Linked DNA regions of Callithrix jacchus: region 1 is linked to region 2. A link is a contact called in public Hi-C data. All regions are on one chromosome and are shown on one strand. Each heading gives the region's core, a stretch centred on a gene start, on an enhancer-like site or on the middle of the called end of the contact. The rest is flanking DNA. Distances are from core to core; before and after follow the strand shown. Region 1 overlaps LOC103788187. Region 2 overlaps LPP (LIM domain containing preferred translocation partner in lipoma).

Region 1 (2,700 bases), core at 154-2,653, 160 kb after region 2:
CATACTGAAATGGTCATAGTTGTTGAGGTTACCCAGTTTCCAGGCCTGAACTAGTAAACCCAGCAATGAGAATCAGTCAGCATTAGCAAGTTTTCCTTGTGTGTGTGGCGGGGAGGGGTGGGGATTGGAGGGAGTGGGTGCTGAACCAGCAAAGGAGGAGGATGCTCATTTGCTAGAGATCCATGCCTGGAAATTAATGGCGTTAAAGTGAGACTTGCTTCAGGTTCCAACCTGGTAAGGCAAATGCAGAGGCTGTTAGGAGCCCGGAACTTTACCTCAGTTATGCACTGAGGCACCACGTGCTCTGGTGCACACCCAGCGCCTCTCCCTGCCTCAGTTTCTCCGTTTGTAGAACAACAGCTTGTAAAGGCCTGGGGATCTTCTCACGCACGGGAGTTTTCTAAGGATGCAGGCAAAAGAGGTAGGAAAAGCCCTCCGTCTCTGTCCCGGGTCTTCCGGCTCAAGGCCTTTTGAACCAATTCCGGAATCCGCCATCGGTTGGTGGTAGGAGAGAGCCAGAGGATTCGTCAGTGACTGTGCGTGCGTGACAGAGGGCTTTTAAATAGATGGCTTTGTATCTAGCACGGTAGCACCTGCTTCTAAGCTTCCAACGGCAGCTCGAGCAACGCGATCATTCAAAAGCGGCCGCTCTCCATTCACGTCTATAATTAGCGCGCAGGCTGCAGCTCCGGCTGGAGCCGCAAAGCGGGGCGGCGCCCTTGGGGGTGGGGCCACCACCTCTTAGCCCCGCCCCCTTGCGGTCCTCCTTCCCCGCCCTTCCCAGCCACGAGCCTCCCGCAGTCTCCTCCCCGCCCCCACTCTCTGTCCTCGCCCTGGTCCTGGGCTTCGCTCTCAGCGCCCCAGTATTCCTGCACGACAGGGCCCAGTCGTACCCTCACTTTGAGATCACTCGTACAGTAAATAAGCACCTTGAAAGATGCATTCCAGGAGGGCAGCTATATTTAGAGTGGCATCCTCCTCTCCTCGTCCCGCCCTCTCCCCTCCCCGCCCCGCTCCCCGATGCCCCTCCCAGCCACCTCTCCCTCTTTGTCGCATTACATAGTAATCTGAGATGCACTGGATGAGCTCCAGGGAACAGAATGTACTTGGCAGAGACGCGGGGCTTGATGTCTGCAAAATGTCGGAAACGCAGCCAAGAGCTGCTAACTGGGTCATTAACCTCCAAAAGCAGAGCGAGGACTGTAAGGCCCGCTCTGCCTCCCTTCATCTCGCCAATGAAAGTGCCTCAGTGTGAGGGCGAAGAAAAAGCCCGAGGTTGGCCGCTTTGATTTCTAGGCAGCAAAGGCAGGCCCATCCTCTCCTCCTGGCCGGGGCCCCAGCCCCTCGGGGCCAGTCCCTGCGCAGCATCAGAGTTTACAAGTGGCCTTTGAAAGGCCCAGCAACCCCGCAGGGCCACGCTTGCGCCTCAGTAAAGAAGTTACCCAGCAGCCCTTCCCTACCGCACAGCTTTGGACCCATTTTCTTGGGTCCAGGACGAGTTAAGGAAGTGGGGGTGAGTAGAGGCGAAAGGAGAGGGTTCCAGGTCCTTCACCTACAGGGAAGGGCTCTGCCATCTCTCTCCTCCTCTGCTTCTCTCCCTCTTATTCCTCCCCTCCTTTTTCTTCTGTCTTTCTTCTTCCTTTCCCTCTTCCACCTCTTTCTGAGAGCAGGCTTTGAGGTAGGTGTATGAATACATGGCTTGGCTCCAGGGGATTTGCATTCCAGTCGCTTGCAGCTCTGTCACTTGCTATGTGACCTTGGGTGAGTCACTTATTTCTCTGCTTTTAAATTTCCTACTTCTTAATTGTTCACCATAATAACACCTTCCTGACACACATCACAAAACAGTGAGGCCAAATGGGAAAGTCTTTCCCTGACCTTCTGGTCTTTCACTCCTCTGAAAGCCCTGAGGTCCAAAGTGCCTCTGGCCTTGTGTGTACTCCCGGAAAATAGGAATATAAATGGTGTCACCAGAAAGATGCAAACGTGTGAACGTTCTCAAGGGGATAACCCCTAAAATCCACCCTCTTCAAGTTTTTGAGCCCTGTGAGGTTGCCAAACAGACACTTCCCCCTACTGTTCCAACCCACTTCTCTGGTGGCTAGAGAGAGAAAGTGTCCAGTACAGAAACCAGAAGAGGTTGTGCAGTTCCTCAAATGAGACTCCCTTCCTTGTTGGACGGAAGACAGTCAGCCTGGTAAGAGTAGCCACAGCCAATGAGATCTGTGTCTGAGCAGCCTCAACAGAAGTGCAGGGTGAGGAGAATGGAGATTTGTGTAGCCACGTTGATGAGAGGAGGAAAGCTGGCTCCTGGTGCTGTCTAGGAAATTAGAATCAAGCCCAGCCTGGCATCAGCACCCTTCCTGCCTCATCTCTCCTTGGTCTTACCACTTTTTCTAAGGCAGCCACATCAGATGGACTCTGCCTGGTCACGGTGCCCCATGGATACCTCCTGTTTTCTTGCCACCTGAACCTTGGCTGAGGCCTCTTAAAATTCTTTTAAAACTCATCGGAATATGATGGCCTCTGTTTGGCTTATCTTTGCCACTCATTCAAATATTTCACATCCCTTGAAACCCAGCTTCGATGCTAACTCCTTTCTCTAGATGCCATTTCTTTCTCCTTCAACTCTTCCTTGGGTCTCAGTACACCCAGTCAGCCTTGGGGTATGCCATCTTTGTGCTTGTTAGATCCCTCTTA
Region 2 (2,700 bases), core at 1-2,500:
AGGAAGGGACCTGGATCAATGCGGGACTGACACACAGATCTGAGGATGGTAGAGGCTTACTGAATAGCACACGCAGAGCCCCTTCAAACTTGTCACATGTGCCATTTGGTTCCCTTTCTATGGGTTGGTCTTGCAATATGGGGGCCTGCTTTCATTTTGTGCCAAGTAACCATGTGAGAAATTTACAAAAGACATAAACAGAAGGGTGCTTACTCATTTTTCAAAAAGATTTTTTTTTTTTGCAGTGGAGTTTGCAAAATGATTTTGCAATGGATTAGCTATTATATATATTTTTAAATAAGTGTAATTCCAATAATGAGAAATGTACTAGCTCTCATGGCAGCTTTTCCTTGTGTTGAAATCTCTAAAGGTTAAAAAGCTACTTTTTGGACAGAAGCCTATTTCCTAAAAACATTTATTCATTGGTCCATAGAGACGACAGCTAATACATCTTCCACTTTTAAGTATTTGAAGAAAGATCTCAAGTCCATCGGAATCTTCTCCTGTTTCGGCTAACTTCTAATTCCTTCATCCATTTCCAACCTAATTTTGAGCCTAAAGAACAGATACCTTCTTTATTATTTAAAAAAAAAAATGTATGAGGAAATGAAGGCACAGAAGGCTTAACGGAGTTGCCCAGGAACACAGAGCTGGTGGGAGGACTGGATTGTAAGGCTGTGTGGCTCTAAACCTTGTCATTTACACTACAGCATCTATACATCAGCTAGCTTCCTGCCATTTCCTGTTTTCTGCCTGGATAGGACTTATTTGTAAATAGTTTGGAAGAAGGGAGAGTTCTGATAAGGTACAGAAATCAGAACTTTCCCTTCTTTCAAACTATGTACAAATAATTGTTTAATCAGATTGAAGGACTCTCGGTAACACTGAAATCAAACCTTTGTATTTCCAGGAGCCCTGAAAACAGCATTTTTTGGAACATTGCAATCTCTCGAGTATCCAAAATGATTCTGTAATGATGTCTGTGAGGTCAGAATTGAAGCAGCAAATGGAATTTCTTTAAGGGTTCCCATTACTGGGCAGCTGATTCCAGTAATGGAGGAGGCACACTTTGCATCCAAATTCATAACCACAGTTGGAATAAATGAGGCTTTAATAAAAAGGGTGAGGTTCCCAAAGGAGCCATTTGTGGAGTCGGAGAAGGAACTCAAGCTCAGGGTTCCCATTATCTACCAGGTTCTCCAGCCTGCTGGAATGCTCCCCAGGTTTATACTCAGTCTGGAATGCTAGTAAAAGTCCACTTCCTTTCCTTGTTTCTCCCTTCTAGTGAAAAAGCTTTTCCTTTGTACCTTCCTAACCTCACAGTCCTCGCTCCACATAGCTCACCTCAGGATCCCACCCTGCCATTCTCATTCTCATTACACTGTTTCTGGATCCATGTCTTTATCAGATGCAACCCACTGTTCCTTTCAGAAAGCTCCAGAAAATTTACATATGTGATCAAGTGTTCCCATCACAACAGCTCTTTCCAGTAATCCCAGTGCTGGGTAGCTGATTCCAGTAATAGAGGAGACACTTTCAGCTGTTAGGCAATGGATCACACTTTCAAAGGAGATTGAGCAATCTCCTCATCAAGTTATACTTAGAGCACAAATGTGGTGCCAAAAGGCCTTACTGGATTCAGTCTGACAGCACTGAGAGCTGTGGGTGAAAGGGCGGTTAGGCTGGTTTATGTGTATTCACTGGGCTGAACTCACCAGGAGTAATAAAGAGGCTTTCCAGTTTATTCATTATGTAAAATGGCTACAGTAGTATTTATAGGGGTTTTGTGAATGTCAAATAAAATTATGTTTGGAACAGTGGCTAGTGCCATATGTGGGACATAACCTTTAGCAATATGTACTACGTTAAAAGGAAGGTGGACACATGAGAGATCTCTAGCATTTTGCCACGAGAAGGAAAGAGACTGCCCACTCTTCAGAGATGTTGTGGGCAGCACTTCTGTCAAAGGCTGGGAGCGGAGAAAATGACTTATACTGGTCCTTCCGACAGGAAGGTTTATTAGTCCATTTTCACACTGCTATGAGGAAATACCTGATACTGGGTAATTTATAAAGAAAAGAGGTTTAATTGACTCACGGTTTCACATAGCTGGGGAGGACTCAGGAAACTTAAAATCATAATGGAAGGCACCTCTTCACAGGGTGAGAATGAAAGACAAGCAAAAAGGGAAAAGCCCCTTATAGAAAAACCATCACCCCCATGATGCAGTTACCTCCCACTGGGTCCCTTCCACTTCATGTGGGGATTATGGGAACTACAATTCAAGATGTGATTTAGGTGGGGACACAGCCAAGCCATACCACAGGTGAAACACAGAAAAAGGACATCTTTGTACATCTTCTGATGGGCTAGTACCAAGGCCTACAGAGTATAGCCTATCTTCTTGAAAGAGTCCCCTAGTTATTCATTTGCCTTGGATGGAAATAATGTGGTAATACCAGTTAATACTTTTCTCAATTAAAGGGAATTTGGCTTCATTTACAGTCGCAAATTCATATCAGGAAATAGCAAATCCAAAAATCAAACTCAGTATCTCGTCACTTTCAGGATAGTCCTTGCCACTTGTCTCAGCCATCATGTACCTGGAAGCTGAAAAACAGTGTACAGAACTCAAACCTTTGAATTAAAGAGATATCGGCCGGGCGCAGTGGCTCACGCCCATAATCCCAGCACTTTGGG

Evidence for each region. Hi-C and Micro-C count contacts between places; a contact is called where the count stands out from the background.
Region 1: a contact with region 2 is called in a Hi-C map of skeletal muscle, with 4 times the contacts expected there. The contact joins two enhancer-like sites. A contact is called at or near these places in 2 of 3 Hi-C or Micro-C datasets (induced pluripotent stem cells and skeletal muscle).

Annotation. Positions count from the first base shown.
Region 1 is chr15:17,925,133-17,927,832 of calJac240_pri, forward strand. The region is part of intron 4 of LOC103788187; the gene reads right to left. Among named protein-coding and RNA genes, the nearest start is that of TPRG1, 210 kb to the right of the region's middle. Within about 2 kb of position 1,404, at least 14 of the 16 cell types and tissues checked have an H3K27ac peak or open chromatin away from gene starts, as enhancers often do. A contact at or near this core is called in skeletal muscle, where this site is marked.
Region 2 is chr15:17,762,186-17,764,885 of calJac240_pri, forward strand. All of the region lies in intron 9 of LPP (LIM domain containing preferred translocation partner in lipoma), which reads left to right. Among named protein-coding and RNA genes, the nearest start is that of TPRG1, 370 kb to the right of the region's middle. Within about 2 kb of position 1,251, at least 6 of the 16 cell types and tissues checked have an H3K27ac peak or open chromatin away from gene starts, as enhancers often do. A contact at or near this core is called in skeletal muscle, where this site is marked.